2 separate regions of the Mus musculus genome follow, and region 2 is linked to region 1. Evidence: chromatin contacts called from public HiChIP or PLAC-seq data. All regions are on one chromosome and are shown on one strand. Each heading gives the region's core, a stretch centred on a gene start, on an enhancer-like site or on the middle of the called end of the contact. The rest is flanking DNA. Distances are from core to core; before and after follow the strand shown.

Evidence for each region. HiChIP or PLAC-seq counts read pairs in DNA pulled down with a chosen protein or histone mark.
Region 2: a contact with region 1 is called in a FOXA1 HiChIP or PLAC-seq map of pancreatic cancer cells. The contact joins two enhancer-like sites. A contact is called at or near these places in 2 of 15 datasets of contacts at CTCF or cohesin (both in the NIH/3T3 cell line) and 1 of 115 datasets of contacts at active chromatin or transcription factors (pancreatic cancer cells).

What each region holds. Positions count from the first base shown.
Region 1 is chr16:24,183,915-24,189,535 of GRCm38.p6, forward strand. It overlaps Gm31814 (a long non-coding RNA gene), which reads right to left. Exons shown (of 3, transcript XR_003951916.1): 3 at 2,143-2,371. Among named protein-coding and RNA genes, the nearest start is that of Gm32126, 27 kb to the left of the region's middle. Within about 2 kb of position 2,982, at least 31 of the 459 cell types and tissues checked have an H3K27ac peak or open chromatin away from gene starts, as enhancers often do. A contact at or near this core is called in the NIH/3T3 cell line and pancreatic cancer cells, where this site is marked.
Region 2 is chr16:25,373,495-25,379,115 of GRCm38.p6, forward strand. All of the region lies in intron 4 of Tprg (transformation related protein 63 regulated), which reads left to right. Among named protein-coding and RNA genes, the nearest start is that of Tprg, 89 kb to the left of the region's middle. Within about 2 kb of position 3,402, at least 33 of the 459 cell types and tissues checked have an H3K27ac peak or open chromatin away from gene starts, as enhancers often do. A contact at or near this core is called in the NIH/3T3 cell line and pancreatic cancer cells, where this site is marked.

The DNA.
Region 1 (5,621 bases), core at 1,732-4,231:
TTTGGCCTCCACCAATCTTCCCTCCACCCATTCCCAGGGCTCCTACAGCTTTCCTCTCACCCACCTGGCTATTTCATTATCTCTTGGGTTTGTTCTATAGCTTTATAGTTTAAAATTCTTTAACATTTCTCATTGAAAGTGATATTCAACACTTCACTGGGGGATAGATGGGACAGATTTTTAAAGTAGAGAAGAGGCGATTATATGTATTTATATTTATATCTGGATGTATATCAACAAAGGTTACACAGAAAGCAGTATAATAGGGGGTGGCATCAGGTAAAGGCACTTGCCACCATGAAAGGACTGACTCCTACAAGCTGTCCACTGTCCTGTACAAGCGCAGGAAGGCACATGTACGTATACACACACACACACACACACACACACACACACACACACACACACACACAAGCACATTCATCAGTTAATTTAAAACTTTTAAAGACAGCAGTATAGTCCAACTGACTCCATGCTCAGAGCCCCTGTGATCTTTTTTTTATTATCCATCTTGCATGTCTAATTAAATAAAAAGCTTTCTATAATACTATTGTTCTCAGATGACTTGTCCATTCACAGACGCTCGGCAACTCCTAAACACCCAACAGTTAAAACTGCAGCCATTCATTTGGAGTCTCCTTGCATTCATTTACAATGGTGGCTTTGAAATGTCCTCCTGACATTATTTGTACTGCTTCAGCCTTTAGGGGTTGTTTGAACCCCCACAACATGCATTTAAGCCTCTGGAGTATTGCCCTGGGTTTACACCTCAACACATTACAAAATGCTTTCTCCTGGAAAAAAAAAACAAAAACAAAAACATTTCTGGATTCACCCTGGCTCATAGTGATTCTTCCTCCTGACATTCCAATGCTTGAATCTGCCACAACACTCACTCTCTGGACCTTCAGTGCAAAGGAACATCAGGAAGGCATGCAAACTGCCTCCGCAGGCTGGTCTGGTTTGCTTTCATCAACTGGACACCAAGTAGAGTCACCCAGAAAGAGGGACTCTCACTTGAGATTTCCTTCCATCAGACTGACCTGTGGGTATATACCCGTGAGACATGTTCTTGATTAATGATGACTATGAGATGACTTGGTACACTGTGGGAGGTGCCATACCGGGATACATGGTCCTGAGTTGTGTAAGAAAGCAGGTTTAAACCACACTAAATCCTAGTGCTGAGAAGGGGAAGTAGATGCAGAGCCCCGCCCCTAAGAAGTTATTTGGGATTGATTGTCAGCTTCTGGGAAAGAGAAAGTCCATTTTCTCCAATGGAGTGTCACTGGATCTACCAACCACAGCCCAGGGCAGGTCCCATGCCCAGGAATAGTGTACTAACACTAAACAAACTCCTTGTTTGTGGGTTGGTTTTTTCATATCTTTTAGTGGCTTTGTTTTGATCATTGGGAAATTTGTTTCTTTGTTGTTGTTGTTGGTGGTGGTGGTGGCTTTTTTCTTTAAAGAGAGAAAGAAAGAACATAAAGTTAGGTAAATAGGGTGAGCCTTCAGGAAGAGCAAGGGTTGAGAGGGAGGAGTTTGGGGCTTAGGAACAGCCAGCTTCTTGCTCTGGGGTCCATCTCTGCCTCTGAGATAGTCCGAAGAACATGTGCCACCCACATTAGTTCTATGTGTTTACTCATCCTTTGAAGTGACTAATTAAATTCCACATGCTTAAGACATATAGCATGATGTTTTGATATCAGTACACATTATGGAATGACTAAATCAAACTAATTAATGTATGAATCACCTTATCATTTTTATAATGCTGAAAAGAAATTCTTTGGAATTTTTTTAAGAGGACAATATATTATTATCCTATATTATCTCTGCTCACCATGTGCAATAATATTCTCCATTTTCTCTGTGTAACTGAAATTCTGCATTCTTTTTACCAGTCTCCTCAGTCCATTCCATAACCTCTAGAATGACCATTCTCCTTGCTACTATGGTTCAGTTTTTTTGAGCCTGTAAATGCCATATTGTTTCTTTGGGGTTCAGGGCTCGCATCATGGACAGGCTGCAGAGGGCCATGTAGCCCTAACACTTTTATACCCTCCCTTCATTTACCACCCCCACCAACTCTAAATCAGCCAAGATATTTTAAACCTTGTTTTGATCTTCTTTGCATATCAGTTACACTATTTCTGAGGGTGTTTATTTTTATTTTTTTTTCCGGTGGTGAGCACATTGCTTTGAGCCCTTTTTGTAGCACGTTTCCACTTCCTCTCACTTTCCCGCATGCCTCTGTGACCTCTAGGCATGTGGCTCAGAGCAGGCTAGATGATTTTCATAGGGCTGGGAGCTTTGCTGTAGCCTGGGGACATAGGTTCTTCCGCCTCTGGTGTCCCATCGCTCCTGACATCTGCAGAGATGAGATGAAATTTCAGTTGTTTCCTTTGCCCTATCTCCCGAGGAATCAGCTCTCATCCCCAGTCAGAGAGAGGGGAAAGGCAGTGAACTGCACAGAACAGAGGCCAGGGATAGCTCTGATAGTAATTTGGAGAAAAATCCTCATCCTGTTTAGGTTGAACTTAAAATTCCCAAAGCTCCTGTTTCTTTGTTTCCAGCATACTTACGAGCATAAGAACTTGGCTGGATCAGCCGGGCGTGGTGGCGCACGCCTTTAATCCCAGCACTCGGGAGGCAGAGGCAGGCAGATTTCTGAGTTCAAGGCCAGCCTGGTCTACAAAGTGAGTTCCAGGACTGCAAGGGCTATACAGGGAAACCCTGTCACGAAAAACCAAACAACCAAACAAACAAACATTTACTGACTTACTGGATCAATAGCAAAGTAACGATGAACTAAGGGACTAGAACCAATGCATTAGAGATATTGGAGGATTGAGCAAGCATTAAGAGGTGTTTGTTAAGGGTTTTTTGGTTTGTTTGTTTTTTAACTGAGTTATCCCTTTCTGAGAGTGTCCTGTGTTCTTTGACTCATAGGACATACGTATTAAGCCCTGTGAGTGAGTTGCACTGTGACTGAGCCACGCACTCCCACATTCTTCATACAAAAGCATACTCAATTAGTCAGCTAGTAATATTATTTGTCCAGTACTCACACTTGTTCTCACTGGTTACAAACCTACCTACTGATGTGAACTGTGTTGGGCATTTATTTTGAAAGCCCTAGCTTTAATGGTCACAATTCCTTAACTATCCAGAAAAACAAAGGCATCCTGGCCTGTTAGAAACTAAGTTTCAGAGTGGAAAAACAGGTAAGAGGGGCCTGCTGAAGCCAGATGGTGAGATTCAGATAGAAACCTCCATTTGCCTCCTGTGCAGTTTGGGACAAGTTGAAGTCTTTGAAATGGAAACAAAGCTGTTCGTTAGACCTGCATATCACTGCAAGAGATAACTCTCCTCGTCAGCGCTAAGTGCTCCACACAGCTAGCTCGGCTATCACCGTGTTAGACAGGAAATTAAAGGTCATTTTGTCCTGTCCTCTCACTTGAAAGAAGAGGAAACTTTGACTATGGTTGTGCCACCCAGATGGTTCATAGCTGCGCTGACTAGAACTTTGACTTTGATTTTGGGGCAATGTCTCTGTCTGTAGCCCAGGTTTGCCACAAATTTGCAGCAAGTCTCCTGCCTCACTGTCTCTAGCATCTTTTTCTTTTTCTTTTCTTTTTCTTTTTTTTTTTTTTTTTTTTTTTTGGGGGTGGGGGAGGTTTCAAGACAGGGTTTCTCTGTATAGCCCTGGCTGTCCTGGAACTCACTTTGTGGACCAGGCTGGCCTTGAACCCAGAAATCCGCCTGCCTCTGCCTCCCAAGTGCTGGGATTAAAGGCATGCACCACCACCGCCAGGCTTTTTTTTTTTTTTTTTTAACCATTTTCTTAATAAAAAGCAATGGGTTCCTGAATTTTCAGGATGGTCTTCCCTTCCCAGAACATATTTAGGAGATGTGGATGCTCCTATTTGCTTTAAGTTAGTACAGTATTTGCCTGTAGTGGCTTGAAAAAGATGACGGCTCCATCTGTCTTGTGTTTTAAGTGCAGATTCAGGGCCCTGATTCTTTGGTTTGAGAAGACGTGAGGATGAGTAAAGTTCTGGGAAAGTACACCAGCATCAAGCCTTCCTTTTGCTGTTGAACAGGCCGGTGTACTTTCCCAGAACTGAAGAAAGAGACCAGGGTGGGGAGGTTGGAGACAGAGACCGACCACTCCCCCCAAACAACAAACAATCCCATTGCTTTTAACACCAATTCCTCATGTAGATGTTGCCACAAGAAGCTTTAGCTGTCAACCGGACATTAACCTGAGTCACCTCTGGGAAGAGGGAGCCTCAGTTGAGGAATTTCCCACGTTGGAGTGGACTGTGGGCACTTTCTTGATTGCTAATGGTGAAGGAGGCCCTGTGGGCTACATCAAGCCTAGGCAGGTGGGACTGGGCTGTGTAAGGAGGTAGCTGAATGTGAGCCTGAAAGCAAGCCAGTGTCTTCCACTTCTTGCTTTCAGGTCACTGCCCTGAGCTCCTGCTGAAATCAACTCCTTTCCTCCTCACGTTGCTTTTGGTCCTGATATTTATCACAGCAAGAGAAAGCAAACCAAACACAAATGTGAGTCATCCGACTCTAACTTCTTTCTTTTTCCCTCTAGCCACAAAGAAGTCAGGCAACGCATAGAAAACACGATAACGGACAAAGAAGACCGTATAAAAATGAATACCAACCCAATATCATAAAAATAGACTACAATATCTCTAGTTCCACGCTCTCTGTGTGATAGCCACTGTATTTAGCTACATTATTAAATAAGATTTAAGATTTAAAGTTTGGGCTCACTGGACATACTTTAAGGCTTACTAGCCACATGCAGCTAATGACTTCTTACTGGACAATCATTGCAAATAAAAATACTGCCACAATTATAGGACTTTCTATTGGGCAGTGTTGTCTATACAGATAACACATTTGCAAGAACTTAACAAAATATTGACTCTGGGTGTCATGTTATCCGACCCCAAAAGAGATAAATTAGAATCAGTGCTGCATTAGCAATTCATCAAAGAAAATGAACCTTTTTGGGTACTTAGACCTAAAAAGAATCCCACGTGGTATTTCATGCAAATACTCATGTACTGACAGAGCAATTAATGCCAAGAGCCTTAGAGACAAAGTAATGACGAATTTTAAACTTAATTTTTGTCAAAGTTGACGGTATTAGTTACTAAAACTTAACTCATTGGAACTAAGACTTCAGTGATACATTTAGAATTTACAGGAAGATCTTAGTGGCTTGGCTGAAGTGAATTTACATGGATAATGAGGCCTGAGGGGCAAGATGAAACAGGAATGTTGATCTGGAAGGCAAGCCTCCAAACACAAGGAAGACATACACAGAGGTTCAGATATTGAAAAAGCATTAGGAAGTGTGATAGGGAGAAAGCTCAGTGAATATTAAATATGATGTAGAGAGTGAGAGATGAAGACAAGCAGGGTGTCAGAGCCAGATCAGAAAGGGCTGCATGGTTCACCGTGAGCAGTTCAGCAGGAATAGAACTATCTTACAGCTTCAGAAAAGTCATTCTGGGAGCTGAGAACACAAATCATCCCATAGCGTAATACAAATTCCATCACTGTAATCTTAGGACGCTGAGGCACAAGTATTC
Region 2 (5,621 bases), core at 2,152-4,651, 1.2 Mb after region 1:
GTGTTCTTACGTCTTATGAGACAGACATAACTTGACAGCGCATCTGTGAAAAACGGAAGAGAGAAGCTGCGGGAAGATCAGGCGATCTTGTTTTAGAGCTGGGAAGTTTACAGATAAACATATTTTGACCTGGAAGAGGGATGTGGCTCCTAGACTGAGGAGAAAAATTTGCCAAACAGATAAGAAGATGCAAATGTGCAACAAGTTGCTTAGGAACCACCACAGGGTCTCCTGGGTAACTGGAGTATACACAGAGAGGATAGACAGAGGTGCTCATACCCACGGCCTGCGCTGACAGTCAGGACAGAGTGTTTCATTTATTTTGTTTGGCTAATTTGAGTCAACTATTTTAAAGCCTGGAGGCTTTGCACACCTTTTTGTTCTACCATGTACAGCACAGCATCTTGTGTGACAAGCACGTAGCTCCGTGCTCAGTGCATGTTAAGTGCGTAATTGGAACTGGGTGGTATGTGTGATGGATTAGACCACTGAGAAAAGTACCACCAGGTCTTTGAACAAGTCCAGGTGAGAAGGATTGACAGGAGAGTTATACATAAAATTCTGAGTTCTCACCCTCTTAAAGGCACAAGATCACTCAAGAGTTGCTTGAAAGGGTGTAGAGTCTGAATCAGAATTGCCATGGGGTTTAGAGACCTACCATCCTCAGAAAAGGTCAAGCTGTATCACAAGTTGTGATGACAGGCAACAGGGGATTTTGTCACGCACACCCTGACTTTGCCTCTGGGCATCAGTGCCAAGAATGCCCTGGACTTGATCTTGATCCTGGGTGTGGCCCTGTCCACTCACTCATAATGACCAGGGAGGCGTGTTGACAAGCATGGGTGGATGCTGTAGGATCTCGGAGCTATTTCTTGGCAAGCTTTTGTGGGGAGGCGTTCCCCAAATGCCACAATCCTGTTATTTTTGAGCAGTGGACTAAACCCAGGTGCCTGATTGGACAAGACCACTCCCAATTTCTTCCAGATAAATATTTGGTTGCCAAGAAGTTATATTTAAATGAGAAATACCTCCTTAGGAAGTTGCTGCCTAGGGATTCCGGTACACATCAGGATGGATCTCACCCCTCCCGAGGAATGCCTGAGCAGACCCTAAATTTACTTGGCACTCACTGTATAATGCGAGGACACCTGCTTTGCGTTGTGTCAAAGTCTGTTCCTCTGGATAACAAGGAAATATTAGAGATGAAGCTTTTCTTCTGAAAGTGCTGTTAGCCTCCAGTATCAGGGCAATGGTGTCAGGACAGACAGGAGCCTGAAGCACAATTAGAGCAGCCACTAAAGACTTGGGGGCTCAAAGGAGAAAGTGGTTTTCTGCAGAGCTGGCTCTTTTCTAGCAATCTGTCCTAGAGTCTAGAATCTTGGGTTCTTGTTCTCTTGAGTTGCTCTCGCTTGCTGTCAATCTTTAATGTTACATTAAAATGCAGCATATCTGAAGTCCATGTAGTTACCCCGGCAGCTGCTGGGTGGCAGCAGACGTGCTCCAGCAGTGGTTAAGGAAAGTGCAGAAGGGCAGAGCTGCAAGATTCTCTGCACACTTACCTCTGTCCTGGTGGGACACACACACACACACACACACACACACACACACACACACATTCATGCATGCATGCACGCACGCAGGCACAGGGCAGAGACAAATGATAGCTAATTTTGAATTTTATAAAGAAATTGAGGACACTTGTTATGAAACAACCATCTAAACAGTAAATACTGGGACATCTTGAGTCTCTTTGTTGCTAGGCTGTGTAGGGTGTTTCCCACTACACTTACAGTTCTGTAAAGAGATGGGTTGTTTTCTTTACACATGAGTTCTCTGAGTTGCATCAAAGGAGAGGCACAGCCTTAGGCTCTAGGGTACAGAGTTGAAATGGCCCTGTTATGTTGAGGCTGTGCATCTTTCAGAACTGCTGATTCCTGGCTCCATTTAGGGTGATGGCTGCTGCAGCCGCAGCTGTACCCATAATGGTATATAACTGAAGCTCGTCCACATGCACATAAAACATAGTGGCCATCTTGCTCCTTCACTGAGGTCCCTCAGTTGTTATAAGCTGTTACAGGAATCTAGCAGAAAGGAACTGACTCTCCTGGCCATTGTGCTTGCATTTAGTTTGTTTGTTTGTTTTTTGCCATTTTTATTAGATCTTTGAGAATTTCACAAAACATATTCATCTCCCTCCCCCGACTCCTCCCAGACCTTTCCCACTCACCTAACTTTGTTTCCTCTTCATTAATTTAAACCCATCAAGTCCAATTTGCATTGCCATGTAGTCCTGGAAATGTGACTTTCCAGGGGACTGTGGTTGACCCACCAGGGGTTACAGCCTCAAAGAAAACTGTTTCATTACTTCTCTACATTATTGACCTATAAATCCTTTTCTCCCAATCATAATATTTGTGTCAGAAAAATTCTGGAGATAGAGGGACCCATAGAGACTATATAAGACCCAGAAGGGCAAAGCAACTTAGGTAAAATTACAGTTACAGAGACATAAACAACTGTGGGGCCCTGACTACTCAGGAAAACTCAGGCTTGGATCACAAAGCAAAGTGGCTTCACATACTGACTCTTATTTCTTGTCAGCCAATTCTCATCAGTAAAGACGGAAATTAATAACAGCATTTCAGGGATGTTGGTCAGTGTAAGCAGGTACTCTATTGGAAAGCCTAGTGGTTTGCTCATATGCAGTCTCTTGAATTTGGTTTGGACTCTTGGTGAGATCATGTGTTTTACAGTTTACAGCACAGTTAACCCTCCCCACCTGGTACAAGAGTACAACTCAGCCCTTGGTGGGAAAACAGTGCAAACAGTCCCTTCAGAATGTCTTCACGTCATAGGCTAACCAAGTTATAGCATGCTTTTCCCATATGTAGTTTAAGCATCTATTATTATGTTTGGGATATGCTTTGGCTTGTATTGCCAAACCTGTATAATTAAGTGTTATATTATAGTGGGCTCCACAGCATTGGGCAACGAAATGAATTCTGGCCTTGTAATCAGCTGAATTTTGTGCCAACTCTACAAGGCACTAGCTCTGTGATTGTACACGAATTTCCTTTCGAATCCATAAAGTGACAGTTCAAAAAAAAGAAAAAGGGGATATGACCGATTTTCAGATCTCATTTGCGGGGATTTTCTTCTGGGAATGCATCGGAGACTCCTACTGTCTGTGTAAGGTTTCATGTTGACTGCTGAGATCACTCTTCTAATCAAATCCGCTCAATCGTGGATGATTAAGATGATTTCCCAACCGCAGACCTCTCCTGCTCAAAGTTCTCTCTTTAAATTTACTGCCAGAGCTCAGTGGAGTTCAGTAGCCAGCTCAGATGCTGACAGACCTGGGAGACAGTACCGCCTCCTACAGGAAGGTGGCGCGAGAGACTCTTCTCATAGATCAACCAGGAGGCTAATGGCCTGGAATGGAATACTCACAGAATCAGTAAACTGGTGACCATTCAAAGCAGACTTCCCTTTTCGGGCATCCGGACTGTTAGTTGTCCAGCCTCAGAGGACTTCTGGTAAAACAGAATTGACTTGGGGAAGACTTTGCTTGTCATGATTTTCCCTGAGTGAAGTGGAAGTCAGCTTCTCTAAGAGTCGCCCTCCTCCCCCTTCTCTTCCTTATCTCCATGGAGTTAGGAGTCAGCCCATTAATTCAGTATCTATTCAGTTCTTGCAGTGTGCCAAGCATGCCAGAGCTGAGCTCTGGGGAGCAATGTGTGAAGTATTCGTTTTTCCGGGGCAAACGGTGAGATTGGAGAAGTATTAAGTATACGGCGTGTGGCAAATGCTGATACTTGTGACCCAGGTGGCACAGAAGGAGTGAAGGGGGCTCACTCAGAGGAGGCTACAGGAAGGATTCTCCAAAGATCCAGAATTTGAAAAATGTTCACTCTCTCCTTCATTTCAGTCCTCCTTGAGCTGATTATCCTGGTAGACAGTGACAAAGAGCACATTCTGGGGGGGGGGGGGGGGGGTCACACGAAGACTGGGGACACGAGTTCTCAACCCAGGCTTATTACTATTGTCCCTGCACAAAGATGGATGGAGGAGACGATCGGAATAGGTTGTTCAGTCCTTGCTGTCTAATTGGTCTCCGTCTCTCTTTCTTTTCCCCACTGATTAGCCTAGAAAAAAAAATCGCTATCTTTCCTAAGTGTTGGCTTTCTTAAAGTTCAGTGTACCCCATCTTCCATGACATAGACCTTTATTGGGGGGCCCTTAGCTTGTGGTTGAAATGTTCACAGTTCTTAACTGGAAAACACTGTTGAGAAAAGCCACAAAAATTGTGAACGTGCCCAGGCATATTGGAAGCTGCCCCCAAGGTCTTTCCATTGACCAGCACAAAGACTATGACGAAGGTGCTGTCTGCCCACTCCTATGTGGAAATCGTGTTGTGTTTGTCTAGAAGCCAGAAGGAAAAAAAATATATGTTGAAAATGGCCTGATGACAGCCTATTTTGAGATACAGATGCCTTGCTACTTCAAATCCTTTCTTGCAAAAATTCTTATAGTTGAAAGGTTTTCATTGGTCTGAAGTCCAAGGAAATGAGCGTCCTTCCTTATCTAATTTAGCTAGACTGACAGTTTGCCTGTAGCTATTGGGAAACAGAGGGCTACTCACAGCCATTGGAGTGAAACCTCTGGGATATGGGATACAGTTCCTAAGTTTGGCCACAGAAATGATTTTTTTCTTTAAAAATGCCCCAGAATGTAATTATATGTCTTTAAACTGGATGCATTTCCAGATCAACATCACTGTGGACTTGGGGTGGGCAGTTCTATATTTATAGAAGTTAAGCTTTGTGAGACTGATCTTTTTTTATTTTTTAGAGGTTCTCATGTGTAAAATATAGAAGGTGTTCTTCATTGAGGCATGGAACCTGATAGTATCACGCAGACTTCACCAGGCCCAAGGTGTTGAGGGTGTCTCAACCGGCTGTCCACTCAGGAAAATACTTAAATGAACTTAAAATAAAAAAAGAAAAGATCTATTTTTAGCTCAGTTTTTATAGTTTATGTCATCTCTTGGTCATGTCTTGAGGCCTGAGATGAGGCAGCCATGGCTGAAGTGTTTGATGAAGAAGTCTGCTCAGGTCATGGTCACCAGAAAGCAAAAAGAGGAGAGGCAAAGTTCAAGGTGGTGTCCCTGTAATCTAACTCCACCTTATTGGGTCCATCTCCAGAAAGTTCTAGTATGTCCAAGAACTGCTATAGGCTGTGGCCAAGCTTTTACCACATGGCCCTCCTGAGAACACTTAGCATCCATACCATAAGACAGGGCACAGAGTTTCTAGAATATTTTTGCTTAGCTTTGATCACTATTTTAATTTCTTCTTTGAAGAAAGAATACTATATTTTCTCAAGAATATAACTGGAAAATTTAGTGAATAGTGTATGTTGGAAACTGAAGTCATAGTTGACTCTTACAGTCATAGCCCATAAGTAGGTAATTTATCAAATATGTGCTAGGATGAAGGTGTTGTATGTGTGTATGTATGTCTTTTTATTACCCCAAGAAGAAAAGAACAGAAGGCCTGTGGGGAGATTCTGGGCCTTTTCCTTATTGGCTGTACTCCTCCGAATCAGCCTTGTTCTTGACA